7 separate regions of the Mus musculus genome follow, and all the other regions are linked to region 5. Evidence: chromatin contacts called from public HiCAR-type, HiChIP or PLAC-seq and promoter capture Hi-C data. All regions are on one chromosome and are shown on one strand. Each heading gives the region's core, a stretch centred on a gene start, on an enhancer-like site or on the middle of the called end of the contact. The rest is flanking DNA. Distances are from core to core; before and after follow the strand shown. Region 1 overlaps Prex1 (phosphatidylinositol-3,4,5-trisphosphate-dependent Rac exchange factor 1). Region 2 holds the start of Cse1l (chromosome segregation 1-like (S. cerevisiae)). Region 3 has its middle 17 kb from the start of Prex1. Region 4 overlaps Prex1 (phosphatidylinositol-3,4,5-trisphosphate-dependent Rac exchange factor 1). Region 5 holds the start of Ncoa3 (nuclear receptor coactivator 3). Region 6 overlaps Prex1 (phosphatidylinositol-3,4,5-trisphosphate-dependent Rac exchange factor 1). Region 7 overlaps Prex1 (phosphatidylinositol-3,4,5-trisphosphate-dependent Rac exchange factor 1).

Region 1 (4,026 bases), core at 750-3,249, 680 kb after region 5:
GTGAAGGCCTCACTGGGCCCCCTCCCACCCAGACCTCAAGCCCCCCCACCTCCCTAGAAGCCCCTCCCTGAGGACAAAGCCCTGGCTTCCCTCAGGCCGTGGGATTCCACCAGAAAAATCTGACTGGATGGACAGAGCCGTGAAGCATGTCTCTTTGCTACCTGGCCCCTCTGTCACCTGTCCCCAGCAACCTTGGCTGAGTGGGGTTGGCTCTCAGCTCCCTGCCTGCAGCCGCTACGATGCTGGCAAAGCCGTTCGGTGTACACTTAGATATTAATGACATATAAATCCATCTCAGCGGAGTTCATACTTCTAAAAAGTGATGACTGCTTTGCCTGTCAATCAACCACTCACCCAGGGTCTCCTGAAACTAGCCAGCTGAAGACAGAAGGCAGGGACATGCTAGCCCTGTCCCTATCTCTGGGTCAGAGTGACGATACCAGGCAAAACTCCACTAGACTCATTCATAAAAACTGCACTGCTGTCTACTCTGCCCAAGAACCTGGCTTTGAGGTGCCCCATTTGGTGGTGCAAGGCTTGGCTCCAGGCATCAAGCTCACCACCAACACCCAGTCCTTCGGAGAGCACAAGCCAGGTCGTTTGGCTCAGACTTCTGAGCCTCCCTCCCTCCAGCCAAGAAGCACTCATTCCCTTGGCTGGCTGTCTTCCCTCAGCTTTTATTGCTGATCTTCAAGTTCACCAACCAACTCCTTCTCACTGGACAATGACCCTCGTGCGTGCAGGCACACAACCTCAGGTGTGAGTCCTCACTCTCCACTCTATTTGAGGCAGGCCTCTTGGCTGTTTTGCTGTTGCTGATGCCAGGTTTGCTGCCCCGTCCCCCAGCTTCCAGAGCTTCTCCTGCCTCTACCTCTCATCCCCCAGTAAGAGTGCTGGGTTCGCAGACACTCCTTCATCTGGCTGGCGTTGGGTCCTTGGGCTTTGAACCGAAGGTCCTCATGTTTGCACAGTAAATGCTTTGACTCGTGTGCCATCTCCCTGGCCCATCGTCTGACGTTTTAGATCTAGTACATCAGCAAAAAAGGCCAGAGTCCAGGGTTAGAATAGGAAAGATGAAGCTTTCTGAGGATAGACAGAGCTGTGGAGAGAGAGAGAGAGAGAGAGAGAGAGAGAGAGAGAGAAAGAGAGAGAGAGGGAGGGGGAGAGGGAGGGGGAGAGAGAGAGAGATCAGAGAGGACAGGTGCTGGAGCAGTTGGGACTAAGGGGCCCTGGGGACAGGGCTGCTCCAAACGGAGAAAGGGGAGGGACCAGGTGAGACCCAGGAACAGAGGCTTGAAAGAAATTCCCCGTGGGAGGGGTGTGGGGCCACACTAGAGGTGGCAGGGTCAGAGACCCTTTGCAAGGACCAATGAGCAATGACCACCCAAAACTATACTCTAAGTGCCCTGGAAGTAGAGTCCTCCTGCAAAGCCCTCAGTACCTGGGGCCCAAGGTGTGACAAATGATGAAGGTCTGGCAGAGAGGTGGTGCAAGGGAGGGAGGAAAGGAGGGAGGAAGGGAGGGAGGGAGGGAAGGAGGGAGGGAGGGAGGGAGGAGGAGGTGTGAAAGAGGGAGGGAGGGAGGGAGGTGTGAAGGAGGGAGGGAGGGAGGTGTGAAAGAGGGAGGGATGGAGGGAGGGAGGGAGGGAGGTGTGAAGGAGGGATGGAGGGAGGTGTGAAGGAGGGAGGGAGGGAGGTGTGAAGGAGGGATGGAGGGAGGTGTGAAGGAGGGAGGGAGGTGTGAAGGAGGGAGAAGAGGAAGATGGGGCAGGGAATTTGACAGGTGAGGGGTAGAAAAGCAGCTCACTGACCCTGAGCCTTCCTAACCCCTCTCCCACACAGACTCATTAAACCTCAGTGGTGAACTGAGTCCTGGATGCAGTTGGCCTCTGAGGCCTCACTGGGGTCCAGAAATGCTCAGGAAACGCTGCACAGCACTGGCAGGAGGCCGTTCCCATGGCCTCCTTCCTCACCATGGTGATGGACGGCAGTGGCACCATCTGAGCGTCTGAGCACATTCCTCCTTCCTGCTCACCCTGGAGACAGACCCCCATGTCCCTACCTTCCCTACCGACTCCTAAGCCCCGCCCCCTGCTATTCAGAACCCTGTGAACATCATCCGTCTGCCAATCCAGTGACAGCCAGTTCTGTGTGTCCAGGGATCTGGGTCTACACTTGGCAATGGTTTTTATTTCACACGTGTTTGAAGGACCAGTGAGGTGGCTCAGCAGGTAAAGGCACTGACTGCCAGGCCTGACAGCCTGAGTTCAATCCCACAGAAGGGAAGGAGAGAGAGAACTCAGGGTTGATGGAGAAAACCCTGGCTCCATCCAACACATGAAAGCAAAACAGTTTGACACCGAGTTCACCCTCTGGCCTCCACGTGCATGCACATACATGTGTATGTGCACACTCATGTTTGTGCACGCGCGCGCACACACACACACACACACACACACACACACGCGCGCGCGCATCAAAAAAGCCTGAAAATAAAACAGGAGACGCAAAGTGGGTCCAAAGAATGTCCTAAAAAAGCAAGGGTGCCTGAGGGCAGCTGGCAGCCATCACTGCCATCCACAGGCCTTGCCCCTTCTAGCCACATCCTCTTCCTGCTGCTCCAGATTACAAATTTATACAAGAGAACAAACTGCAGGCTGGGGAGGGGGCGGGGGAGCGGGGAGGCAGAGGCAAGCTCTCCTTTAACCCCAGCATTTGGGAGGCAGAGGCAGGTGGGTCTATGAGTTTGAGGCCAGCCTGGTCTACAGAGCAAATGCCGGGCCACCAAGAGCTACACAGAGAAACGCTGTCTCAAAAAACAGAGACAGACAGAGAAAGACTAACCTTGAAAGGGGATGGGGCTGAGGGATTTGCCTCAGTGAAAAGGGTGCTTGCCCAAAAGCAAGCAGATACAGCAGAAATGTCGGCTGTTCAAGGTCCACACATATGGCAAGCCTGAAGCCAGCCTGGGCTAGAGACTCTACCTCACAGGAAAACAAATTGTAAAATCTGTAATTATAAGGAATCTTACAGGCAGGTCTGGAATCTGGGGGAAGATCTGAAGAGGCCCCTGGAGAGAGCTACTTGCAAAATGTTTTAGAAATGAGAAAGGCCCGGCAAGGCTATCATCACCTAATGGTACACGGCTACACTGCTACAGTCCGATTTTGAAGAATGATCAAAACACATCTTTTTCCCCAAACATCACAGATGACAAGTGGCCACCAGATGCTGGGGACAGGAAATACGGTTGTGGTTTATTTTCTTTGTTTTCAAAAATTAGTGATGCCATTTAAAAAAAAAAAATCCAGGCCAAATAAAAAAAGTAGAAACGGTGGGTTTTCTTTTTTGAGGGTAGGGAGGGAGGGATGCCCCCTCTCAGACCTCCACAGACTTGATGGCAGACACACCTGAAGCCAGCAGCACCAGAGGAGAAGAACCCAAACAGAACTTTTGATCAACCTCCTGCATCTGAGTCGTCGTGGGAAAGTCTCTGGGAGCCAAGAACCTAACACCGGAGCCCAAAGAGCTTGCTTCAGGGCACAGGGCACGTGTCAGGCTGTGACGCAAGTCCACCCACAGAAACATCATGAAAGCCACCGTCAAGCGTCCTCTGGAATCTCAGCTGCAACCCCAGGGACTGAACCCAAAGAACTCCTAGGTCCCAGAAGCCCCAGCCTGGCTATGACAGAGGCCACCCTACCTTTCATCACCCACTTCTCTCCTTCCTCCAGGTGAGGCACCTAATACTGCCCCCCGGAACCACCGAGCACCCCCAGATCAACTGCACCCGTGGCTCACGTTCTGGCTTCAGGGATACCAAGTCCCCTCTGTTTTAGCCTGTCTGGTCTGGACGGTCATCAGTCCCTTACACAGAAAGCCACCAGCCAAGGACTAAATGGGGTCTTTAGGGAGTGAGGTCCAGCTGTGCCCACCCATTCAGCATGGGTAAGGGTCCACACCTACAAATCTCATGGAACTGCTCCTTCACCCACTCCACTCTGGGACAATAAGCTCCAGGCCCACT
Region 2 (3,562 bases), core at 90-2,589, 910 kb after region 5:
TCCCAGCAACCACATGGTGGCTCACAACCATCCGTAATGAAATCTGATGCCCTCTTCTGGAGTGTCTGAAGACAGCTACAGTGTACTTACATATAACAAATAAATAAATCTTAAAAAAAAAAACAGTTTAATGAGAACCTTACATAAACAATGCATGCTTTTGAGGGTAAGCGTTCCCATGAAGTATCGATTATGAAAATGAGTGTTTGTGACCTGGAATTCATGGCAAGCTAGGCAGCCTGTCCTTTACTGGCTAAAACGCAAAGTGAGCCAGCTACTCCTGGACCCAGAGACAGGAAGGAACACATATCAGTGCAGTAAAGTGGGGTAAGCTTGTAGCAGAGAGGAACAGAGAAGGCAAGCTAAGCTGGCTTCTTCAGCCCGGTCTTACTACAGAACACTAGGCTTCAGTCTTGATCAAAAACCTGCTTCTAGACCTTCACCTTTCTTTGCTTGCGAGGCGTACAGTCACACAACTGTCTCCTGGCTTTTGAAAAGATAAGATTTCTCTTGTTCAAGGGTCAAATGAACATCCCAGTTACCTTTAAGTTGCCACCAACTACATCGTCGTCTGAAAAAAAAAATTTTTTTTTGAGAAAGGATCTCACTGTGTAGCTATGCCTGGCCTCTGTGTAGACCATGCTGGGCTTAAATAAATGGCGATTGTCTTGCTTCTGCCTCCCAAGTGCCAAGTGGTAACAAGCATGAGCCATCGCCTTCAGCTTCTGAAATCATGTGTGTGTGAGTGAATGAATGTGGGTGTCTTCATCCATTGCTCTCTTAGTTTTCAAGGCTGGATCTCTTATGGAAACAGAAGCTCACCAATTAGCTAGACAGGCCGGCCAGTAAGCCCCAGCGATCTTCCTGTGTCTGCCTCCCCAGGTACGGAATTGTAGTCAGGCTGGCTTTTATGTGGGTGCTGGGGATTCGAACTCCCGTCTTCTTCCTTGCGCAGCTATCACTTGCTTAACCAAGCGTGCTATCCCCTAGCTTGAAATTCTTACTCATTCGTTTATTCTATTTGTCCTAGAACAGACGCTCTGCTCTGTCCCTTCGCTCAGGCGTGAACGAGCACGTTCCATCCAACAGTTAGAAGCCACTAGGAGCCACTCGCAGAACCTGCTAGGGTCTGAGGAAAGAAACCCAAAACAGAAGCCTGCGTCAAAAGGCACGGTCTCTTGTGACGTCACCGCAGACCCGAGCAATGGTTCCGATTGGCCCTCGCAGCCGGGGTGGGGCCAAAGCATTCCTGGCTCCACCCCGCGTCCCGGTCTCACTCGCACATGCGCAGTGGCCGCCACCTTAGCCGCCGCGCCATTTTGCCAGGGTTTGAATGTGAGGCGGAGCAGCGGCTGGAGTGGGGTAGTGTCGGCTGCAGCTCTCGCTTGGGATTCCCTCCTCGGTCTCGGCGTCCCCACGAGGTGAGGCATGGAGCGAGCAGGGTGGCCGCGGGGACGCGGCTGAGGGAGGGGCCGATCGCTGGGAGGTGGATCTGGGCCTCAGCCCGAGGACGCGCGCCTGGTCTTCCCCGCACGCCGCCTCTGGGTCGGGCCTGACCGCTCCGGGAAGCTGGGGCAGCTTGGGGCTCGGCCTCACGCGAGCTTCTCGAGCTCCCGCCCCTTCCCTTCCAGCGTTGCTGGGATTGGTCGCGCCGCCGCGTAGGCGTCCGCGGATTGGTCAAGCCCGCGCGTCCGTTCTCGGCGCGCCGGGGCCCGCAGCGTGAGCGCTGTTCCGCGCCGAGGCCTGACCTGGCCGAGCCGGTCTGGGTCCCTGGTTCTAAAAGAGGCCGGAGATCGCCCACTCTGACTTCGCGGGGCTTTGGCCTCCGCCAGAGTGGACTTGGCCCTCGGGTTTCAGCTGGCTGTGACGTTCGTGTCCCTAGGACCTAAGGAACCTACAGGCGAATGGTGTTCCCCTGCCTGGGGCTCGCCGGCTTTCCAGTTAGATAATCTGTCCCCACGCACACTCCGTCTTTCCCTAGGAGTGTAATTCAGAGCTAGTCCTTGCCTCTCTACGAATTTCCTAGTTTTTAAATAATTAGGTGATGCTGGGCGTGGAAACCGTGCTCCCTCACGTGTTGAACAATCTCTTCCACTGAAATGGCATTTTTACCCTCTCCTCAAACTTACGATTCTTCACTTGCATATTCGGTTAAGTGGCTTGAAGGTTCCGCTGACTGCAGGCTGTGTTTCCCAGAGGGCTCGCCTGAACTGCTGACCATGGCCATTCGTCTCTCCATAAGCACTGTCGCCTCCATGACCGGCTCTTTTAAGTATTCATAGTCCCGTCCTGTATGCTAAGTCCCCAGCTTTCGTGATGTTAGAAGCAGCTGACCTCAGATCTTGGCGGGGCTGCCTCCCTCCCTGCCTTTCAAGTTCCCTTCTTAGGGAGGAGTTCTCAGTTCTCACTGCGATGGCCACATCACCCACGTTTATGTGTCCTGTAGCATTGACCTTATATGTAGTAACTACTGCTTGTTTCTCACGGTTCTCATCTGCTCTGAGTTATCTTTAAGGATAACTTTTTATTGCTGGGTCCCATGTATGAGAGCCACATGGTGAATGCTCTGTTATTTTATGAAGACATGGAAGGTATCTGTCTGTCTGTCTATCTATTTATTTTGGATAAAGGGTCTTTCATAGCCCAGGCTAGACTTAGAGCGTTATCTTTCTACAAGTGTAGGCTACCACACTCAACTCTTCTTCACTTTTCCATTTGTGCAAAGGAATTTTCTCCCCTCTGGCTGTTTGGTGTTCTAGTTGGGCTTTGGGAAGCCAGTCTCTAGACAGGAATTGGTTGAGAGAGCAGTGCTTTTAACTGTGGAATTGATTTATTGCCTTATTTGTTTAATATCTCATTCTATGAAACCCTGGGAATATAGTGAAGAATCACAAGTGGACAAGGTGTCTCTCTTTAGGGAGCTCACGTTCTAATTGGAGGAGTCCGTGAGTGAGTTCAGGTATTTCAGGTCGTGACAGAGGTGACAGGTGAAGAGGTGGCGTTTGAGCAGAGACTAACCAGGGAAAGGTGAGGTGAACAAGAAACAAAAACTCAAGGACAGAAACTCACTTGGAATTCGGGGCGTCTTAGGAAAATCCAAGTCAAGTGGTGGGAAGAAGAGCTGGTGCAGGACTTTGTGGCCGTGTAAGTTTGGGTTTGATACAGAGTGGAAGCAGAGAAATGATGTAGGGACTCAGGTTACTGCCCAGACTCCTGTTGTCTTGAAGTGTGCTTAGTAACTGTTCTTTTTTTTTTTTTTTTTTTTTTTTTTTTTTTTGTGGTGTATGGGGGATATAACTCCCCCCTTTTTTTTTTTTTTTTTTTTTTTTTTTGATTTATTTTATTATTATATGTAACTACACTGTAGCTGTCTTCAGACACACCAGAAGAGGGAGTCAGATCTTGTTACGGATGGTTGTGAGCCACCATGTGGTTGCTGGGATTTGAACTCTGGACCTTCGGAAGAACAGTCGGGTGCTCTTACCCACTGAGCCATCTCACCAGCCCCAGTAACTGTTCTTTTAAAAAAGCCAAGGGTAGGGTGAGCAAGATGGATGGATGG
Region 3 (3,769 bases), core at 497-2,996, 740 kb after region 5:
GTGTATCAGTGAAGAAGTGACTTCCGTCCATCCACAGGAGAGCAAGAGAGCCCTCTGTGTGTATAGATTAGGTAACCCACCTGACCAAAGCCTGGCCTACTCAGGAAGCTCTGGAGACAGAGACCGACCAGAGGGTTCTGGCTTTCATGTTGTCTTGTGTGGACACATGACTGGTGAGAAACCCTGCTGAAGCCATTTCCAAGAACAATGCTTCGTACCCATAAAGCCTCGATCTCTTTTATGCTGGATTGGAGGTCACTAACTTCCATGAACAGCAGACAACAGACAATTCTTTTTTCTTTTTTTTTTTCTTTTTCTTTTTTGTCTTTTTGGTTATTTATTTACATTTCGAATGTTATCCCCCTTCCCAGTTTCCCCTCCACGAGCCCCCTATCCCCTCCTCCATCCCCCAGACAATTCTTATTTCATGGCTCTGCAGTCCCTGCTCCACAACTTAGCTCTGTTGTGTCAAGGACGATTGGAAATGAATGAGCATGGCAGGTTTCCAATAAAGCTTTATTCACAAAAACAATGTCCCAGCTGTGGTTGCTAAGTTGTAAGCAGAGCAGAGGGAGGGAGAGAGGGAGGGAGGGAAAGAGGGAGGGAGAGGGAGGGAGAGAGAGAGATCTCCCTCTCTTTAAATCTTTATGGAGACCACCTTTTTCTGGTCTTGGCTCCTAGTAAACTTTTTTTTTTCTTACTTACACAGGGAATAACTACACAGAACCCAACACACTTTAATCCATCATTGAATGAATGAATGAATGAGTGAGTGAGTGAGAGAGAGAGTGAGTGAATGGCTCTCATTTAGAAGTGGTTCCAGTGAACATCCTAGCAGGTAACCTGGGCATAACCAGAACAACAAGTCTCCATGCTCCGTGGAGACTACCCACTCTCCCCCCCCCAATCACCCCCCCAGACATCAACAGAAGGCTTTGCTTTCCAAATCCCCCCACCTAGTGAAGAAGGACAGCCACAGGGGGGCTGAGTTCTCTGAAGCAGACTGCTGCGAGTGATGAATCCATCCCTGACTCCTGGCCTTTTCATTTGTCCCAGCAGAAATGAGAATGAGTCACAGCTCTTGCTGCGAGCATTTTTTTGTTTTTTTTACTACATCCTTGTGTGTGTATATATCTCCTGCCTGTGAACCGGGAGGTCCGGGTGCTGCTGGTGCGGGGCTAATGACTTCAGCTGCAACTACAAAAGCTGTCAAGTCTTGCTAACCAGACTTCCTTCCCTATGCCATCAGCATCCAATAAATAAAGAAGGAGAGGGAGATTTTGTGTCTGGCAGAGGATGTGGGGCTATACAGCGACTCAAGCAGCCATGTTACGCTTTCCTATCCACAATTTCCTTCCCTCCAACGCCTGCCACTGGTCCCCTCCCTCCAGAAAGTCCTTCATTAATCTGATCCTGAAGCCCAGCTCAGAAACTGCTACGACCTGTGAGTCAGCTCTCCCCTCTGTGGACCACACAGTGCCCTGGTGTGTGCTGCTGGAGTTCTCTGCAGACACAATCCAAGCTGACTCCTTTCCGTCAACTCCTCGCTCGCTTCTCTTTGAGGAGCAGCAGGAGAAACGTGAGGTCATTTCCACGTGGCCGTGTTTTCGCTCTCCAGCCTGATGTGGCAGACACAGCTGACTTGGAAATTGTGAAATCAGAAGTCAGATCAGCACTTGGCCTCTGGCTGGCTGTGTGACTTCATGTCTGGGGCCTGTGTTCCTGCGTGTGTAAATGGGGATGGTGATTGTCATGGTAATGGAGCAGATGTCTCCTGGGCATTTACTCCGCTGAGTAAATGCGGCAGGGGTTTCTGTCTACTGCTACATTTGAGCCCCAGCACAGAACCTGGCCTGTTCTGTGCTGAAGGGACCTGCTGACTTTGTGTGTGTCCCCCAAACGCCTTGTGCTGGAATCTTTATCCCTAGGGCCTTGACAACGTCTGTAAGAGGAGGTCGGTTCCAGAAGATCCTGTGCTCATGCAGGCACTGATGATGTTCTTGTGGGAGGGACTTAGACCACAGGCTGGATTTGTCATAAAAGTTCAATGGCCTGTGGTAGCACAGGCCTGTAATCCCAGCACACCCAGGAAGTGAAGGCAGGCGACTCTGGCGTCCAAGGTCATCCTTAGCTGCGTAAGGAGTTCAAAGCTACTTTGTCTCCAAAATACAAATAAACCAACAAATAAAAAAATAAGAGGGATGGAGAGATGGCTCAGGGATGCTGTCTGAGGTCCTGACCCAGGATCCCTGACACCGATGTGAAAAGCCAGGCGTGGCCGTGTACATTTATAACCCTAGAGTTTTGTGAGTGGAGACATGGGGGGGGGGGCCCTAGAGTTTTCTGACCAGCTCACCTGGCTGGACCAGTGAATCCCAAGTTCAAGGAGAGATGCTGTCTCAAAACATAAGGTGGTAGAGCCTGGAGGGATGGCTGTGAGGTTCAGAGCACTTGCTGATCTTGCAGAAGACCTGAGCTTAGTTCCCAGCATCCAAGTCAGGCAGGCCACACCCACCTGCAATGCCACACCCACCTGCAATGCCACACCCACCTGCAATGCCACACCCACCTGCAATGCCACACCCACCTGCAATGCCACACCCACCTGCAATGCCAGCTCCAGGGGATCCATTGCCTTCTTCTGACCTCTCTGGTTTCTACTCACATGTGACAGAAACACACACACAGTGTCTTAGTTAGGGTGTTACTGCTGTGAACAGACACCATGACCAAGGCAACTCTTATAAAGACAACATTTAATTGGGATTGGCTTACAGGTTCAGAGGTTCACTCCATTATTATCAAGATGGAAACATAGCAGCATCCAGGCAGGCATGGTGTAGGAGGAACTGAAAGGTCTACATCTTCATCTGAAAGCTGCTAGCAGAATACTCACTTCCAGGCAGCTAGCAGTAGGGTCCCACACGCACCTACTCCAAAAAGGCCACACCTACTCCAGCAAGGCCACACCTCCTAATAGTGCCACTCCCTGGGCCAGGCATATACAAACCATCACACACAGATAGACAAGGAAATAAGATGGAAGACAATGTTAACCTTAAGCCTCCACATAAACCCACACACAAACACTGACATAAGGCACATACAGCCCTCTCTTGCTCTCCTGCCCTGGGATGGCACAGCAAGGAGGTCCTCTCTAGACACCAGCACCGTCTGTTGCTTATAAATCACTCTGTCTCTATTACTCCATTACAGGAATGGAATACTAACCAGCAGAGTGCTTAACAAGTGTGTGTTGGATAAATGAGTGGACGGTTGCCTCCCACGCCTGCCTGATCTTAAGAAGGCCCATCATCCTCTGGGAAGATACAGTCAAGGTCAACCTTGACTCCTTGGTAGTCCATATGCAGGCGTCTTTCTGCTGAGCGCCTGTAATAGTCTAACATCCTAACGATGAGATGCCAAAAACGCAACTCAAGCCAGGACCAGCAGAGAGAGGCATAGATTGGCCCATCTCAGTGAGCGTCTGGCTTCAGGACCAGGTAGATGTAGGAGTCGAAGTCTGGCTAGGGTTGTTTCATGTGCACGTTACTTAACTCCCCTCCTATTCCATCCCTCCTTTCCCTGGAGGAGAGGGATGACCTCACAGGGGCTGTGAGGTCACTTCTCAGTTCCTCATCAGCCCAAGGGGCCTAGCAGTAGTATGACAGTAAAGGACTCCAAGGGTCCATGACAAGGCAAAACCAAGGCACACATGAATGCTCCTCCAGCCACCCTCCAATCTCATGCCCTGCCAGGAGCACACTAC
Region 4 (3,653 bases), core at 791-3,290, 580 kb after region 5:
CTCCCCTTTCACTGGCACCCACAGCCTCTGGCTCCCCACTGCTTTAGTCTTGGCCCTAACACTGTCCCTGCCCTGAGAGCTGGCCGTAGTGTCTTCAACCTCCCCGACCTTGTCCTGTGACTCTCTTGCCTGACAGCTCAGAGCAAAAGCTGTTTAAAAAAAAAAAAAAAAAAAAAAAAGCCAGGCTCTGTAGCTTATCAGCATCCATAAGGAAGAATTGTGGCCGACAAACATGACTCAGAGCCCACACCTTTTACCAGGCAGGCATCACTAATCAATCACTGCTTCCCCCTGAACCTTCACACAGGTAGCTGCTGTCAGCTGAAGACTTTGCCAAGTAATTTGTTGTAACAGCCAGAGAAGTAGCTGATACACCCCCCTCCTTTTTCTATGTGCTCCCCAAAGACTGACTCTGAGTCTCGGGTTGGGCCGTGAGGCTTGAAGCACTGGAGACTGGTCCACTTGGGCTGCTGGCCTGGCAGCGGAGGAGAGCCAGCGTGGCTCTGAGCAGCTCGACTCGGGGCAGGAAGGGAGGGCTTACTCACTGGCCACAGAATTCTCATCCAGCTGCTTAAAGGAGAAGGTGACATTGTCCAGCTCCGACAGCGTCACCCAGATGTCCTCCAGCATGGTCCGTTCCTCCTTCTGCGGGAAGAGGCGGTGGTAAGGGAGACTCAGATGCCACCCTGTCCTGGGCTGCCCTGGAGATGCCATGCTTTGCACCTACGGGGCTGGGAGGCCTGTGGGTGTCTTGGGTGTGGCTCTACAGGTGACATCATGGTTCATCCCACCACCTGCCCTGTACCCCATAGGGGTCAGAAGTCACTTCTGCTCTGCCTTGCTGTGTGGCCCCAGTAAAGCCACACCCGGTACCATCCAAAATGCAGCCAACTCCATGAGCATCTGCACTTCCTCTCTTAAGCCCCCTAGACCTGCTCTGTATCCCTTTCTCAAGGCCGTCCGCTCCTGGTCGTCTTACCCCATCCAGCAGCTACGACTGCCTGGACACAGTCTGCCTCCGTCCAGCCTCCCGGCCAACACCCAACTCTAGTTGCAGCTGTTCTCACCAGGACACCTCAGAGGGTTCTTTCTCCATTTAGTCCCCTAACCGCCTCTCTCCAAGGTTACACGCTTTCTTTTAAAACTTAGCCCAGATCACAGGAGTCCCCTGCCCTTCAGCTTCCGAGTCACTTTCTGCCTGCAGACCATCCCACTAACCTTGCTTTCCCTGCCTGTCCCCACTGGCCACACGGGCCTCTGCCCAGGGCCTCTGCCCGTGCTGTCCCTCTGCATACTTTTCCTCAGACCTTCCTATTGGCTGACAGATATCATAAATCAAAAGTCACCACCCAGAAAGTCTGGCTACTCCCCCCAGAGAGACTCCAAGGCCTTTGGGCTGTCTCCCCTGTCAGTCTACTTCTCTAGGAAATAAGCTGTAGACCCAGTGGCCAGCTCGGTGCTGGTGACATCAGTGAATGAGCTGGATCTGGTATTCCATCCTTAGAGGTTAGAGGGCTGCTGTGGAGTGGGGCCAGAGGCAGATCTCTGAAGACCGGCAGCAGTGCTCACCAGTGGCCAGCAGGGGGCGATCTAGGGCTGTGCTGCCCGTGGGCGGCCTGAGATAGCCTCTGGAACCACACATAATGGAACTGCTACTGGGTAACGAGCCAGCCCTCCTGCCCTCTACACTTGCACTAGATGCAAGTAATATTCTCTCCCCTCCCTGGATTCCTCAGCTGCCAGCCCAGACTGCCACGAGACACCCGCTTGCGGCTCAGAACCATGGGTCTTTTCTGTCTGTCTCTCTTCCCCAGGACACCACAGAGCACAGGGACTTTTGTTCATCCACGAACTCCAAAACCTAAAAGCAAATGCTCAGCAAATCACTGCCACATGAACCCCTGGGTAACTGGGAGCAGAGAGTAGCCACAGCACTCTCTCCCGTGCTGCCAATGACCTCAGCCGCTTACCACGGAGGCTGGTGCCAGCAGAGACTGCCAGTGCAGCAGGACACCTGTAGCCGCCACCTGCTCCAGCCACTTGCGGCTGGCATCTCTGCTGCTCTCTTCATACTCGCCGTTGTTGTTGTAGCGGTAGTCAAGGGCGGCCAGCAGCTGCTCCGAGAAAGTGCACACGGCGGCCACCAGAGCCTGACAGAAGACAGCATCCCTGCGCAGCTGCAGCTCCGTGTCTGTGGGGGGGGGGGGGGGGGCGCTCTGGGTAAGTGGTGCTGTGCGGACTGGCAGCATCTCCACCCTCAACACCCGAACCCTGGACCTGCCATGCCCACGGGGGCCTGTGGAGAACTCTGAAGGGGCAAATAGGTTGCCAAAAGCCAGTTGCAGAAAAATAAATTCTTCAAAAGAAGACAGATCTGCCCCAAGTCTCACTCTCCCACTGCCCAAGTGCCTGCTTCTTGGAGAATCGAATGTGTGGCTCTTCCCGAGGCGGACATACGCCCAAACCCTGCCCCACTGCCCTACAGTGAATCACGGGACCTCTCAGCCTTGGCCACACGAATCCTAGCAGTACTAAGCTGCATATTCAAGATGGGTCCCAGGAACACTTCCCCCTGCCTCACCTCCCCCAAGTCCTGCCCCAACTGGTCAAGCCAGGCAGTTGGTAATCTGTATAAAGAGTAGGCACATCCACACATGCACATATGCATACTCAAGTCTACATGTGCACATGCATGTGTGTGCATGGACACACATACTACACGCACACGCACACACATGAAGGTATCCTGCAGTTACATCCTCTATTATTTCCAGGCTCCGCTCTACTAGCTCAGAGCCCATGTTCCTCACCCTCCGTCTTCCACCAGTCCCCCTGCCAACACCCACCAGGCCTAACAGGTAGCACTAAACAGGGCTCATGTTCCCCAGGACCTGAGTCTAGTCCTCTGCCTGGCCCCAGAGGAAAAGGTGAGAAGTTCTCGGCGAGACTGGGAGAAAAGGCTGCCTCCCCAGTGCAGATGCTGAGGGCCCCATTGAGATGCTGTTGGCCAGCAGAGGGACATCACCCCAGCCTGTGGCCACAGCACCCACTGTGTCTCCCAGGGACCCCTTCACAGCCCCATTCCTACCTGTGCACTTGAGCAGAGCCAGAAGCAGCTGGTTCTTTCCATCTGAAAGGAGGGAGGAGAGAGGAGGAGGGGTGAGCAGAGATGGCAGAAGCGGGGCAAGCCAGTGCCTACAGCACCCGGGCTCTGGCCCCTCACAGATGCTTGAGCTGTGCTCAATGCATGCTGGGTAAGTTCCAGAGCCCCTGAACATCAGAGATGGAGCCCCTACCACCAGTGTTCCTGTATCCTCATCAGAGAGCTGTGTTGGGGGTAACCTCTTGCACATTGTGTAAAGGTGTGACTCTGTATATTGAACGGTTAATTCTGTACCCACAGAGAGCTATAGGTTTCCTATTTTGTAAATATTCACCTTCCTCGCTTGCTGATTGACTTAATAAAAAAACTGACAGCCAGTAGCTGGGCAGGAAAGGGAAGGCAGAACTTCAGCGAGAGGGAAGGTCTCTGGGAGAAAGAGACTTGAGAGATTCACCCCCGGGACATGGAGAGGAACAGAGGTGCCAGGGCCAAGAGAGAGGGACATAGTGCTAGACTAGTCAGGATAATTTACATGAGGTAGCTGATAGTC
Region 5 (3,688 bases), core at 699-3,198:
CAGCCTCTGTCAACTGGTGCTTCCTTTCCCTCTGGATTCTCATAGAGCTAGAGTTGGGGCCAGGAAGGAGGAAGTAGGAGCTGGCAGCATTCTCAAGCTCTAGGCCTGTGACTTGTGTTTCCTTGGGGCAACAGTCTTAGAACCAAGCCTAATTCGAAGAAGGGACACAAGTCAATCCCTTCATGGAGGAGTGGTCTGGGCAAACAGGGAAGGATGAAGGATGAAGGCAGCATCTTCGCTGATTATCTACCTGAGCAAGTCAATCAGCTACTTTAAATTTTGGCTCTAGCACCGGCCAGATGCTGTTGCAGGGTCACCTGCTTACCCCACCCAAAGCAGCGGCATGTCTGCCTTCTTTTTGGATCTTTTACTGAAACAATTGAATTATTTTTTTACTGTTCATATCTGTTATGCTCTCAACATATACATATATAAAGATTATGTATATGTCTGAATATGGATAAAATTTTAGTACAGTACTGTGCTTGAATCAGTAATTATTTATTTTAATGTACTTTTGTTACATTTAGAATTATTATTACTATTTTTAGTTTTAAGATTAGATTTCTCTATGTAGCCCTGGATGGCCTGGAACTCAGAGATCCACTTGCCTCTGCCTTCTGAGTACAGGGATTAAGGGTGTGCACCACCACACCAGGTTTGGGACTTGGCTGCTGTGGGAATAACTCCAAGGGTAAACAGTGGACACTTGCAGAACAGTAAAGTAGTGCAGGTGGGAAATCCTTGAGGTGACAGCAGAACCTCAGGATAGGGTTAGTCTTATTCACACTGAAGACATTTTATACAGTTGTGTCCCAAGACGTCCTCTATTTTTTCCCATTAACTCCAAATTCCTTTACAAGTTCTTTTTACCTAAGAACTATCCATAAACCGGGGTTGCTAGTGCATGCCTTTAATCCAGCACTAGGGAGGCAGAGGCAGCCAGGTTTCTAAACTGGAGTCTAGCCTGGCCTACATTTATTGAATTTAACTTTGGCCTTATTTATTTTGGTCAGACTCCCCTCACCCCCATCCCCAACTTGGCTTTAAATCCCTGCTTTGAAGGAGGACTTTGAGTTTTTGTTTCTTCTGTTTCTGCCCCGGAGCCATGGGGTCACTGGGATTGCCTTCACTTGCTACCATCGGTTTTCTTGGAGGAGAGGCTGGTTCTGTAGAATGCTGCACATTCTGCGCTTTAATTTTTTAAAAAATTATTTATTTATTTATTTTCCTATTCCGTTAGATTCAGGTCACTTAACTTGGTAGTTTTCTGCTTTCTGCACTGCATCCTATCGGGGACATGGCGTGACAGTTTGAGTCACCTTTGGTGGCACCGAGTTTAAGATGTTCTTGGTTAAGGTGCTGTCTCTCAGTAATTCCCACTGTAAAGCAAGCTGTTCTCTGGTTTAAATCACAATACGCAGAGACCAAACCTGAGGACCAACACCTTGTGAGCCAAAACCTTTTTTTTTCCTTCGAGACAGGGTTTCTGTATAGCCCTGGCTGTCCTGGAACTCACTTTGTAGATCAGGCTGGCCTCGAACTCAGAAATCCGCCTGCCTCTGCCTCCTGAGTGCTGGGATTAAAGGCGTGTGCCATCACCGCAAGGCCCGAAACCTTTTCAAGTCAGTGACTTAGCAGGGCTCCTGACCTCGGGCCTCAGTTTGCTCCTCTGAAAAGTAAGGACAACGCCCCCTCAGCTACTGGTCTTGTGGGACGGTGCTTGGCGCACAATGAACACTCCATTGAAGTCAGGAATTCCAGGATGGAGACAGGCAAACGGGAAAACGAACCCAGAACGTCCTCTTCACCTCCAGCGGCTGGGTGAGCTGAGGGGAACCCAGGCCTCGCGGCCACGCCCCCTGCCTCGCGCACGGCCCCCTGGGACCCGTAGTGCTGGGCGTGGCCGCGGGACTACAAATCCCGGCGGCCCCCGCGCCGCGGCTTCAGCGGCGGCTGCCTCAGCTCCTCAGAGCGCCGGCGGCGGCCTCGGCGGAGTCGGTGTCGGCGGCCGGGGCTGAGCTGTGAGTTTCCGATCGAGAACAGCGTTGGGGAAGATGGCGGCGAGCGGTGAGTGGAGAGAAAGGCAGTGGCGAGCGGCGGGCGAGGCCGGCGGCATGGCCTGAGGCGGGGGTCCTGGGGTCGCCAGTAACGCGCGGCGCAGGCGACAGGGATCGCGCGGGCGGCGCTGGGCTCCGGGGCCCGTGCAGGGTCGCGAGGAGTTCGCGGCCGCGGCCTCTGCTTGCCGCTGGGGCTCCCCCCGCCGAATCTCGGGTCGGAGAAGCTCAGCCGAGTCTCCTCTTCCCGCCGGCGCCGCCCGGCGGAGCGGACACGGGCGGCTCCTCCGGCCGAAGCTGCGGCTCCGCTGCGAGCGGGCGCGGCGGACACGGAGTGTGCGGTGCCCGCGGGGTGTGTGCGGGGTGAGAGTGGGGTCTGTGGCGTGTGCGGGGTGTGTGGCATGGATGTGGGGGTCTGCGGGTTGTGCCAGGTGTGTTGGGTGGCCCCGGAGTCCGCCAGGTGTGTGGGGTGGATGCAGGCTGCGTGTGGGGGTCTGCAGGGTGGATGCTGGGCGAGGGAGCTGAGTGCGGTGTGCGAGGTGTGTGCTGGTGTGTGCCGGGTGAGTGGAGGTGCGAGGGGTGAGTGCAAGGTCTGCGGTCTGTGCGGGGCGAGGACCGGGTGGATGCGGGGTCCGCGATGTCTCCAGGGTGGATGCTTGGCGGATGAGGAGTCCGAGGTGTGTGTAGCGTGGATGCAGGGTCGGCCGTCTGTATGGGATGAGTGTGGGGTCTCTCCCTCTCTGTGCGGCGTGGATAGGGGCTCTGCCGTCTTGTGTCGGCTATCATCGAGGTCGCTTTCATCTTCTGAAATTCCCAGTCTAGGTTCGTTCATTGATTCTGTTTGCAGTAGTTTAAATGAAGTGGGAGGCAGTGCTACTTCCCTAGGCAGCTTGAGGGTGGCTAGGGTGGAAAAGTTAAGCAGGAGAGCAGCTCGGAGAGGCCAGAGCATCGTAGGCCCGCGGAGCAGGAGCCTAGGACTCCACACTGTATGACACTGGAAGGTTGGAAAGTGTCTTTAAGTCGAGAAACTTTTTCCCCCTCCCAAATGCGAAGACTTCCTTTTTTTTTTTTTTTGGTTGCAGTTTCTGAGTAGCGCTTCAAAGCCAACTTGTTTTTGTAATTAAGCTTGTGAGGTTAAAAACCAGGAAGGCGAGTCAGTCCCCTGTCTGCTGAAGGGCTAGGTGGACGAATAAGATGAGAGGTCCTGTATCAGGGTTTCTGGACTGAGATTTAAATGTCGGGGACCCTCGGCTTGGTTGACAGATCTCTGCTGCGCCAAAGCCTCAGCATTTGTTCCTGCAGGTTGTTGCAGAAATGAGTTGCTGGAGCTAAGGGTGCATGCATTCAGATCTTCAGCAGATACGGCTGTGGACTAACAGGGCAGTGCAAACCTCTGAGTTTGTGAGCCGTTTGTTCTTTTAAAACCTTAAATGGTTATCAAGTATTCAGAATAGGTTTTTTCCACATCGGATACCCAACTGAAAAGGTCTGAAAATACTGAAAAAGGAATCTCTTCCACTAGAAACCCTGTCTGTGGCAATGACTGTTAGCATTTCTTGCAGTAAGTTTGGCTTTGGAACTAAAGACTAAAGTATTTTCATTAGAAACAAACCCCAGCTGGTATATACTGA
Region 6 (3,748 bases), core at 666-3,165, 700 kb after region 5:
GCGCTGTGTTGGGATCTGTCAGGGCCAGCAGTACAAAGGGCCACACTGGGTACAGGGAAGGGATGAGAGAGAGCAATGGAAAACACCAGGCAGAGGCGGCCACAGGGTGAGGACAACCTTGATCCCCGCATACAACAATTATAATGCAATTGTCTTCTCTGTCCCTGACCCCACAAGACTAGGGGCTCACAGAGGGCCCAGGGGGCGTCCTGCACACTACCTACCAACACATGTGTACCAAACAGCAGTGCAGAAAATCCCAGCCTGCCTCATTTCAAAGAAGAGCCTGGTATGCACAGACTACAGTATGTATGATACAGCTTGAGTTATTATTAATGTATTCTGCATTCATTTGCAAATCTGTTAATTATAACTAAGGCAGCAATGCACCAAAATATACAAAGTATCTCTCCCCATTCTCTGCCTGAGGCCCCCTGTGGTGGGCAGCCTGGTGCCCTGCAGTAGTTTTCTCTGTGATGAGGGTGTTCTTTTCTAAGAGCTGTCCTTGAGCTCACATGCCTGGTGCCCCAGCTCCAGTTCCTGAATGACCCGCCCGTGCCACCACAGACAGTAAGTTAGATCTCAAGTGTCCCTCCACCCCCACCCCCACCCCCACCCCCACCCCCAAAGCCTGGGTCACCATCCTGGATGCTACCCAGAAGTGGCAGAACCGTTAGGAGGCATGGCCTGCGGAAAGGAAGCCAGCTCTCTGGAGAGATACTACTTCATGGATATTGGGGACGCAGCCCTGAGGTGAGCGGGTCTCATGGACCTGTTCCCACAGCCGTGGCGTACTGCCTTATCACAGGTGACTGGACCAACCCCAAGTCCGAGACCTCAAATACCATGAACTGACGTTCTCGGATGCTTTGTCACCACAACAGAAAGCCAACTGACATGCCCACCCAAAGAGCCTTTTAGTGCTTTTTTTTTTCCCCTTTTCCTTCTTCCTCTTCTATTTAAGATAGAATCCAATGTAGCCCAGGCTGGACTCAAATATGCTATGTAGATGAGGACGACTTTGAAAGCCTGCCTGATCCTCCTGCCTTTGCCTCCTTTGCCAGGATTACATTAAGCCCAGCTTCTGTGCTATTATTGTTTAGTAGTAGTAGTAGTAGTAGTAGTAGTAGTAGTAGTAGTAGTAGTAGTAGTTGTTGTTGTTGTTGTTGTTTTCCCCCTAAACACTGGGATTGCCTTTCTCACTTACTCTAGCTGCCTTCCTATCCACAGAGAGGTCAGAGGTCAAGAACATTCTTTGCAAAGCACGCTTGATGGTCTAACAAGCTATTTGCTAATGCCCACCTCTGCGGTTTACCTGTTGGTTATCATTTTACTGTGTCATTAGAAATGCAGCTGGAAAAAAATCTCCACAGCTTTACATCTTTCATATGCACTGTGTGTGCGCATGTGTGTGTGCACATGTATATGTGAGTGTGTGTGTGTGTGTGTGTGTGTGTGTGTGTGTGTGTGAGTGTGTGAGTGTGTACGTGTGTGCACCAATAAGTGCGCATGCAGAAGACAGATCAGGGCCTCTGGTATCTTCCCTCACTCTCCTCCACCTCGGTGCTCTGAGGCAGGGTCTCTCCTGAACCAGACACTCACCATTTCAGCTAGGCAGGCTGGCCAGCAAGCTCTTGGAATGTGCCTCCCTCTGGCCCCACCTCTAACCCTGTGTAGCTTCTCACATGAGTATAGGGGATTCAAACTCAGGGCCTCCCACTTTCAAAGCAAGCGCTCTTACCCATTGAGCATCTCCCCTGCGCACCCACGGGCTTTTTTTCTTCCCCCTTGAGAGATTCCCAAGGGAACTGAGCCAAGGGTGTTAAAGTCACCGCCAAGCTATTTTAACACTCTGCCGCTCTGCCTGTCCCCTGCCTGTCCCCTGCAGCCATGCCAGCCTGGTTTCACAGCTGCTGTGCACACTGTGGTATAAAGGACAGAAGGTTGACGTTGACACGCGCCTTCTCAGCAGAATGGCAGCCCCGCATCGTTCTCAGCCCACAAGATCTGCGGAGTCTGGAGCATACTGGCTGGGTACTGGGACACAGGCTTGCAAACCTGAGTCTGTTCATTTGAGGCCAGCCTGGGCTACCCCGAAAGACTCTCTCACGAAATAAAGGGATGGGGCACTGCAAGGAGGGGGTAGTTCAGTGGGTGAGCACTTCTCTAGACTGTTCAAAGACTTAGGACCTATCTTCTCCTCCTAGGGCAAGGGGACAAAAAAGCATTCTGGCCCAGATGAAAGTGAGAGTAGGTAGGGGAAACGCTACCCCATTACAGGAACGGGCATGGGATGGGGACACCTTAGCCCAGCCCCTCCCTCCCTGGCAAGCTGACTCCAGAGCCTACACTATCCCCCCTGTGGAATGATTTCACACCCGGGACCGGACAAAGATGCCTTTGTCACTTGCTGCGGGAGCCAGCGCTGCCGGAACATTCTGGGTTCTGTTCATTCAGATCTCCCTGTGTGGGGAGGGGAGGGCACAGCAGAACAGGATGCTTCCCACTGGGGCTGACCTCAGGCCCAGACGCCTCAGCAGACCTGGAGCGGGCTCCAAGCCCCTGCTGGTTTTGCTGGTTCGCTCCACAAACACTAGCTGTGAGCTCAGGCTGGGCCCAGCACTGGAAGCCTGGCTCCACACTTCATCCTCTGACCCAAGAATTCCCACCATTTGCAGATGCAAACACACAGCTGGTGTGAGCCTGGACAGGTTACAAACAAAACCTTTCTCTTACAACGAAGTGACTGGAGAACACCTTCCCACTTAGTTCCTGGGAAGGCCACTGTGCTCGAAGCACAGCACTTCAGACCTGTAACCACCGGTGCTCTTAGGAGATCGGTGGAAAGAGCTAGAACAGCAGGGGAAGAGGCAGTGTGACTGTGGTTTTTAAAGCAAGCAGGCGGGTGGCGAGAAGGCAAAGGAGAGGCAAGGGAAGAAGCCCCAGCTGAGAGAAGAAACAGTCCACCCAGCATCCAGCATCCGTCCCTTTATGGTCCCAATGCTCTGGGGTCTTCTTTCTAGGAACCACCCCTCCCCCCCACCTCCAATGGGTGCAGGGAAGTCCCGCCCCGAGTCTCAGTGAAGGATCAGACATGGGCACAGGGCCTGTGATAGCAAATCGGAGCCCACCCAGGACATGATGGACTCTCTTGTAACCCAGGCCTCTCTGTTCCTGGTTTTTGTTGCTGCTGCTGCTGCTGTTTATATGTTTGTTTGTTGCTTGCTTGTTTGTATGAGACAGGTTCTATGTAGCCCTGGCTATCCTGGAACTCACTATGTATACCAGGCTAGCCACTACGCCCTGTTTTTAATATTTTTAACTGTATTTAGAGAGTGTGTGTGGGTGAGTGTGTGTATACATGTGTGCACACACTTGCAGCAATCAGTTCTCTCCTCCCAACACATAGGTCCAAGAAATCAACTCAAGTCATCAGGCTTGGTAGTGATCACCCTTACCTGCTTAGCCATCTTGCTAGCTGCCAGTTCTTGTTCTTACTGGAGGCTGTTGGGGTGGGTTTTTCTGTCACTTGTCACAAAGAATCCTGACAGACAGACAGCTCTTGCTGGTGACTACTGTTTCAAAAACACAGACTAGGGCGAGCCAAGGACAACGGCTCTAGATGTAAGGGCAGGAAGACCTGACAGCACCTGAGCGGTTCATCACACTGTGGGGGAAACCCCTTGCTTCTTCACTGTAGGGACCTCCCAAAGGGACATGGAGCAGTCTGTAGGACAGATGGACGTGA
Region 7 (4,029 bases), core at 1,160-3,659, 640 kb after region 5:
TCAGAGAGAGACATATACAGACAGATGGACAGAGTTCACATCAGTATACACAATAACAGAAGCAACTGAGCTAGGATAATGCTATCATGTCAGACTGTAGGCATGGCCTTTCTGGTGCTTCTTGAAGTTTCTTAAGCTGAAGGACAAAGACAGCTCAACTGTAAGAGGGTGAAACATGGACCAAACTAAGTGTGTGGCTAATCAGGGTTGAAGCAGACCTGTGTCAATCAAGATAGCTTGTGTTCACTGAAGGATCTCAGAGTTCCTTCCACTCCTTCTTTATCCAGCCACTTACAGTAACTATAACGCACTACCAACACAAGGACACTGAGGCACAGAGCTTCGGTTGCGTCTCAAAGAGGAAATAAAAATCCCACAACAGCATCAGAGAATCCTCCCCTGGCATGCCTGTGGCACGCTTGGGTGTCAGCACAAGCCTCCCCGACTCCACTGTCCAATCCAGGCACACACAGGTGCCAGTGCAAGTCCCCCGTCCCCCAAAACTGTTCAATCTATGCAGAGAATCAGGATGGTAAGCACCATCCCCACTGAGGAAGCAAACACAGCCGACTAAAAGAAGTCACAAGGCTAAAAGAAGGCAAAAGCAGAATGAAGCCCTGGAAGGGGTGATCTGGGCACACTCCCATCGAAGGCACTGTATGAGAACACAGGGGGATACTTTCAGGGTAGGAGGGCCAGGGGCTGAGGCAGAGGCTGGGGTGAAAGCAAGGAAACCTGATGGAACTGGAAACAGCCTCGGGCAAGGCAGAGGGCAGGCTTAGCAAGCAGCCAGCCCTGGGCAGGCTCCATGGGGAAGTCAACAGGACTTCTTCACCAACTGAAATGGAGGGAGAGCAAGTTGGGGGACATAGATAACACAAGGCTTGGCCTGAGAGACCACCAGCATGAAGTGTTGATTCCTGGAATGGAGACAGAAGGTAGGATAGGAGGGGAGCCATTCTTGGGAAGATGAGAGCCAGCATGCAGGGAGACCGGGGTGGGGGTGGGTTGTTAAGAGCTGTGGATGATCATAGCAGTGTTGCTCCTAAATGTCCACCAGTCAATGAATGAACAGTAAGGTACAGCCCAGCTCACAGGGGAATACTACTCAGTCATGAAAAGGGATAGAAAGTATAAACCCAGGCCACAAGTGACAAAAGCCAGACACACAGGGATAAGACCCATGACACCAAGATCCTTATAGATCCATCAGTGGGAGACTCAGAAGGCTCAGGCTGGAGTCTGTTACTCCAGCTGTGGATCCAAGGCTATGTCAGCAGCCAGGTCAGGACAGAGCCACAGCAAGGGTCGGGTACCATCGGCAGACAATCAAAAGGTCCAGTGTCAGGCTGGGTTCCCATTAGGGACCAGCTTGCTACATATCAAGGCGTCGTCACCCCAACTCTGAATCATCTCCCTGGAAACATTGACGGAAAACTCAATAAAGCTTGAAAATGCCAACTGTCTATCCTGAGCCCGGGCTGAAGAGCCAAAATAGAACGTTCCGGCTATTCTTAGGCAGTGTTCAAGTTCAGCTTTGGGGGCTGTTCCCAAAAGGCTTTCACTCTTGCCTACTCTTCTCCCACCCCAGGCTCCCCAACCCTGCAGCCTGTACCACCGGGAGTTCAGCGGGAACAAGGGGCCTCACAAAACGGAGGACATCTGCGGGTACATGTTTGCCATCTGAGGGGACGGGCTGGGGTTGGAGTCAGCTGCTGCGCTCGCAGGGTCATCTTTTAGAAAGCCCTGGAAACTGTGAGCAAAGCAGGCCTCCCAGGAGGGTGTAAAGGGCCCTCAGCCCTGCTGCTTGCTGATGCAAATGTTCCAGTGGCAGGAGCCAAGGCGGGGGACACTGAGCAGTTGTCTGTCAGGGAGTGTGCATGTCTCCACAGGAATCTCGGGCCCTGCTGGCTGGTCCCCAGCAGTCCCCAAGCTCCCGATACATGCAGAAGAGAGAGCAGCAGTGTGCACAGCTGTCAAGAGGGCAAGGCCAGACCTCCACCACTTCCTGTGGGTGCTTCCTGCAGAAGCAGCCAGCGGTTTGCCCCAGCTGCCTCCATCTTCCTGGGGCAAGAGCCCTATGGGACTAAACCCCAGGCTCTAGAGAAAAAGGAACAGGCCCCAGGTCCACCAAGCTCTGAAGCCACACAGGTCTTCCCACCTGGGTTACTGATATGTATCAATAAACCTGCTTCATTGCAAGCTCCTGTGACCCCGGACTTGGTCAGGACCCAGAAACCAAAGGGTTAGCAGTTCGGCTCAGCTCTGGGGCTGCAAATAAGGGTTCTTTCTCAAGGGTCAGATGATCAAGGTTTATAACCCAGAAAACCGGACACACCACTGAGCCATGAAGCCTCTCAGGCCTCGTTTAGGGAACTGACGAGCCCTACAAACTTCACCCCCAAGCATGGGGGCAGCTGAGCTCCCGGGCCTGCTGCTTCTTACCCCTGATTTCAGAGCCAGGGATAAGACTCTAGAATGGGACTGAGCAGCAGCAGCAGCAGCTCATGTGCTCTGGCACAGCCATTTATGTCCCTTCTCTGTGTCCCTAAGGCCTCGCCCACCCTCCTGACTACACTGCAGGGGTGTGCCCTCACTGCATAACAAACTGAGAAGCACCATGGTTACAAGCTCTGCACTACAAAGGAGAAACTGAGGCATAAGGAGTGGCATGACTGACTCAAGAGCTGGCACTAATAAACTGCACAGCTGCAACTCTCGCTCACACAGGCAGCCGTGGACTACCAAGCCCAGCCCTAAGGCAGGACCACTGAGGGGTGGGCAGCCATGGACTACCAAGCCCAGCACCAACACAGGACCATCGAGGTGCTCGACAGGGCCAGAGAGTGGGCAGCCAGGCTTGCCATCAGCAGCACATCCTCCTGCTCGCTTTGGTTTGCCTTAGGGGTGGGAGGTTGAGGGTTTTTTTTTCCCCTCTGTTTCAAAGCTTTGCAAAAGCACAAGTTCTCAGCTCATGAGTTACAAGAGCAAACTACTTGCTGGATCTGGCCCTGGTCTCCCCAATCTCTCTCTAAACCCCACAACCTGTGTCTTTCTGAGAACTAAGGACTAGTGTGAATGCAAAACAAAAGGGTAGGGGACAGACCAAGGGGCACCACCTCCAAGGGACAGCTCAGGCTCCATGGCCAGATCCGCCTGCAGCTTCAGAGCCCAGTCTGTCCACTGCCCGGGCCCTCACTGAAGTCACAGGAGGATGCAGCTGAGCTTCCTGGGGAGTCCCTCAGAGGTCCAAGCGGCCATGGCCGGAGGAAACACAGGGAGAGCTGAGCCCCACTCCCACAGCTTCATGTGTTAGCACAGCACGCTGCGTGGGCTGGAGAGACGGCTCAGTCCTGCTGTGGAAGAAAAAGGGTCCGACCTCAGGATGCAAGCTGGGACCTCTGCACTCACACAAAGGCCAGGTGTGGTGACACACGCTTGTAAGCACTGTGCTGGGGAAACAGAGACAGGAAGGCAGGCTCCTGGAGCTCCACAGCCAGGCAGGCTAAGGTCCAGGTCCCACTAAGGCGCTCTATCTCAAAGACAGATAGATGGCTCTGAAGAATACATACACCCAAGATTGGCCTCCGGTGTCCACACACACAGAAGAACCATGACCCCAGCAGTGCTGACAGCTCCAGGATGCTGTCAGCTCAGATGCTCAGGGTCATTCACCTTGAGATTTCCCTCAGCACCATCCTTACCCTCCCTGCAGTTCATGGAACAAAGACAGAAGTAGCCCCTGCGAGCAGGTTCAAGAACGAGGCATGGGCAGTCAGTTAGATTAGCCTGCCGGCAGGAAGCCCCACAAGCCAGCCATCAGACAGGCGTCGGGACAGAGTCAGGGTTGGCACTAGCCAACAGCCACCATTCGTAAAGTCTGGGAAAACAGAACCAAGCAGCAGATGGGGACAGGGCCATCCACGCAGCCTGGGACCTGCCTGCCTGTCGGTTCTGAAGCTGAGGATGAAGCTGTCAAGGGTCAGAGCTGCCCTGGACCGCTCGGGCAAGACCAGGCCAAGGTGGCTA

The links. HiCAR-type assays count read pairs that join an accessible place to other places. HiChIP or PLAC-seq counts read pairs in DNA pulled down with a chosen protein or histone mark. Capture Hi-C pulls out chosen DNA fragments and counts their contacts.
Region 1: a contact with region 5 is called in a HiCAR-type map of astrocytes, with 4 times the contacts expected there. The contact joins the enhancer-like site here to the promoter of Ncoa3 in region 5. A contact is called at or near these places in 5 of 115 datasets of contacts at active chromatin or transcription factors (astrocytes, differentiating embryonic stem cells, embryonic stem cells and 2 more) and 1 of 9 other capture datasets (liver).
Region 2: a contact with region 5 is called in a promoter capture Hi-C map of liver, with 2.1 times the contacts expected there. The contact joins the promoter of Cse1l here to the promoter of Ncoa3 in region 5. A contact is called at or near these places in 1 of 39 promoter capture datasets (pre-B cells), 5 of 115 datasets of contacts at active chromatin or transcription factors (astrocytes, embryonic stem cells, extraembryonic endoderm stem cells and 2 more) and 2 of 9 other capture datasets (liver and pancreatic islet).
Region 3: an H3K4me3 HiChIP or PLAC-seq map of forebrain shows a contact between it and region 5, with 5 times the contacts expected there. The contact joins the enhancer-like site here to the promoter of Ncoa3 in region 5. A contact is called at or near these places in 7 of 115 datasets of contacts at active chromatin or transcription factors (astrocytes, bone marrow-derived macrophages, embryonic basal ganglia and 4 more) and 2 of 9 other capture datasets (embryonic stem cells and liver).
Region 4: a contact with region 5 is called in an H3K4me3 HiChIP or PLAC-seq map of bone marrow-derived macrophages, with 4 times the contacts expected there. The contact joins the enhancer-like site here to the promoter of Ncoa3 in region 5. A contact is called at or near these places in 1 of 39 promoter capture datasets (hippocampal neurons), 2 of 484 Hi-C or Micro-C datasets (cerebral cortex and cortical neurons), 11 of 115 datasets of contacts at active chromatin or transcription factors (VIP interneurons, astrocytes, bone marrow-derived macrophages and 8 more) and 1 of 9 other capture datasets (embryonic stem cells).
Region 6: an H3K4me3 HiChIP or PLAC-seq map of forebrain shows a contact between it and region 5, with 4 times the contacts expected there. The contact joins the enhancer-like site here to the promoter of Ncoa3 in region 5. A contact is called at or near these places in 3 of 39 promoter capture datasets (hippocampal neurons, liver and pre-B cells), 5 of 115 datasets of contacts at active chromatin or transcription factors (astrocytes, differentiating embryonic stem cells, embryonic stem cells and 2 more) and 1 of 9 other capture datasets (liver).
Region 7: an H3K27ac HiChIP or PLAC-seq map of microglia shows a contact between it and region 5, with 10 times the contacts expected there. The contact joins the enhancer-like site here to the promoter of Ncoa3 in region 5. A contact is called at or near these places in 1 of 39 promoter capture datasets (pre-B cells), 4 of 115 datasets of contacts at active chromatin or transcription factors (astrocytes, large pre-B cells, memory CD8 T cells and 1 more) and 1 of 9 other capture datasets (liver).

The regions. Positions count from the first base shown.
Region 1 is chr2:166,669,197-166,673,222 of GRCm38.p6, forward strand. All of the region lies in intron 1 of Prex1 (phosphatidylinositol-3,4,5-trisphosphate-dependent Rac exchange factor 1), which reads right to left. Among named protein-coding and RNA genes, the nearest start is that of Gm50596, 32 kb to the right of the region's middle. Within about 2 kb of position 2,000, at least 58 of the 459 cell types and tissues checked have an H3K27ac peak or open chromatin away from gene starts, as enhancers often do. A contact at or near this core is called in astrocytes and thymic regulatory T cells, where this site is marked.
Region 2 is chr2:166,904,757-166,908,318 of GRCm38.p6, forward strand. It overlaps Cse1l (chromosome segregation 1-like (S. cerevisiae)), which reads left to right and starts at 1,340. Exons shown (of 25, transcript NM_023565.3): 1 at 1,340-1,421. Gm31204 (a long non-coding RNA gene) reads right to left here and starts at 2,538. Exons shown (of 3, transcript XR_866966.3): 1 at 823-2,538.
Region 3 is chr2:166,728,730-166,732,498 of GRCm38.p6, forward strand. No RefSeq gene overlaps it. Among named protein-coding and RNA genes, the nearest start is that of Prex1, 17 kb to the left of the region's middle. Within about 2 kb of position 1,747, at least 136 of the 459 cell types and tissues checked have an H3K27ac peak or open chromatin away from gene starts, as enhancers often do. A contact at or near this core is called in astrocytes, bone marrow-derived macrophages, embryonic forebrain and 3 more, where this site is marked.
Region 4 is chr2:166,573,576-166,577,228 of GRCm38.p6, forward strand. Prex1 (phosphatidylinositol-3,4,5-trisphosphate-dependent Rac exchange factor 1) reads right to left here. Exons shown (of 40, transcript NM_177782.3): 31 at 3,089-3,130; 32 at 1,971-2,191; 33 at 546-645. Among named protein-coding and RNA genes, the nearest start is that of Gm29679, 11 kb to the left of the region's middle. Within about 2 kb of position 2,041, at least 22 of the 459 cell types and tissues checked have an H3K27ac peak or open chromatin away from gene starts, as enhancers often do. A contact at or near this core is called in bone marrow-derived macrophages, cerebral cortex and embryonic basal ganglia, where this site is marked.
Region 5 is chr2:165,990,689-165,994,376 of GRCm38.p6, forward strand. It overlaps Ncoa3 (nuclear receptor coactivator 3), which reads left to right and starts at 1,949. Exons shown (of 23, transcript NM_008679.3): 1 at 1,949-2,070. It overlaps LOC115489489 (soluble scavenger receptor cysteine-rich domain-containing protein SSC5D-like), which reads right to left and starts at 3,093. Exons shown (of 2, transcript XM_030252296.1): 1 at 1,652-3,093. The coding sequence starts at 3,006. The coding sequence ends at 1,915.
Region 6 is chr2:166,689,891-166,693,638 of GRCm38.p6, forward strand. All of the region lies in intron 1 of Prex1 (phosphatidylinositol-3,4,5-trisphosphate-dependent Rac exchange factor 1), which reads right to left. Among named protein-coding and RNA genes, the nearest start is that of Gm50596, 11 kb to the right of the region's middle. Within about 2 kb of position 1,916, at least 69 of the 459 cell types and tissues checked have an H3K27ac peak or open chromatin away from gene starts, as enhancers often do. A contact at or near this core is called in differentiating embryonic stem cells and forebrain, where this site is marked.
Region 7 is chr2:166,628,587-166,632,615 of GRCm38.p6, forward strand. All of the region lies in intron 5 of Prex1 (phosphatidylinositol-3,4,5-trisphosphate-dependent Rac exchange factor 1), which reads right to left. Among named protein-coding and RNA genes, the nearest start is that of Gm29679, 66 kb to the left of the region's middle. Within about 2 kb of position 2,410, at least 109 of the 459 cell types and tissues checked have an H3K27ac peak or open chromatin away from gene starts, as enhancers often do. A contact at or near this core is called in memory CD8 T cells, microglia and pre-B cells, where this site is marked.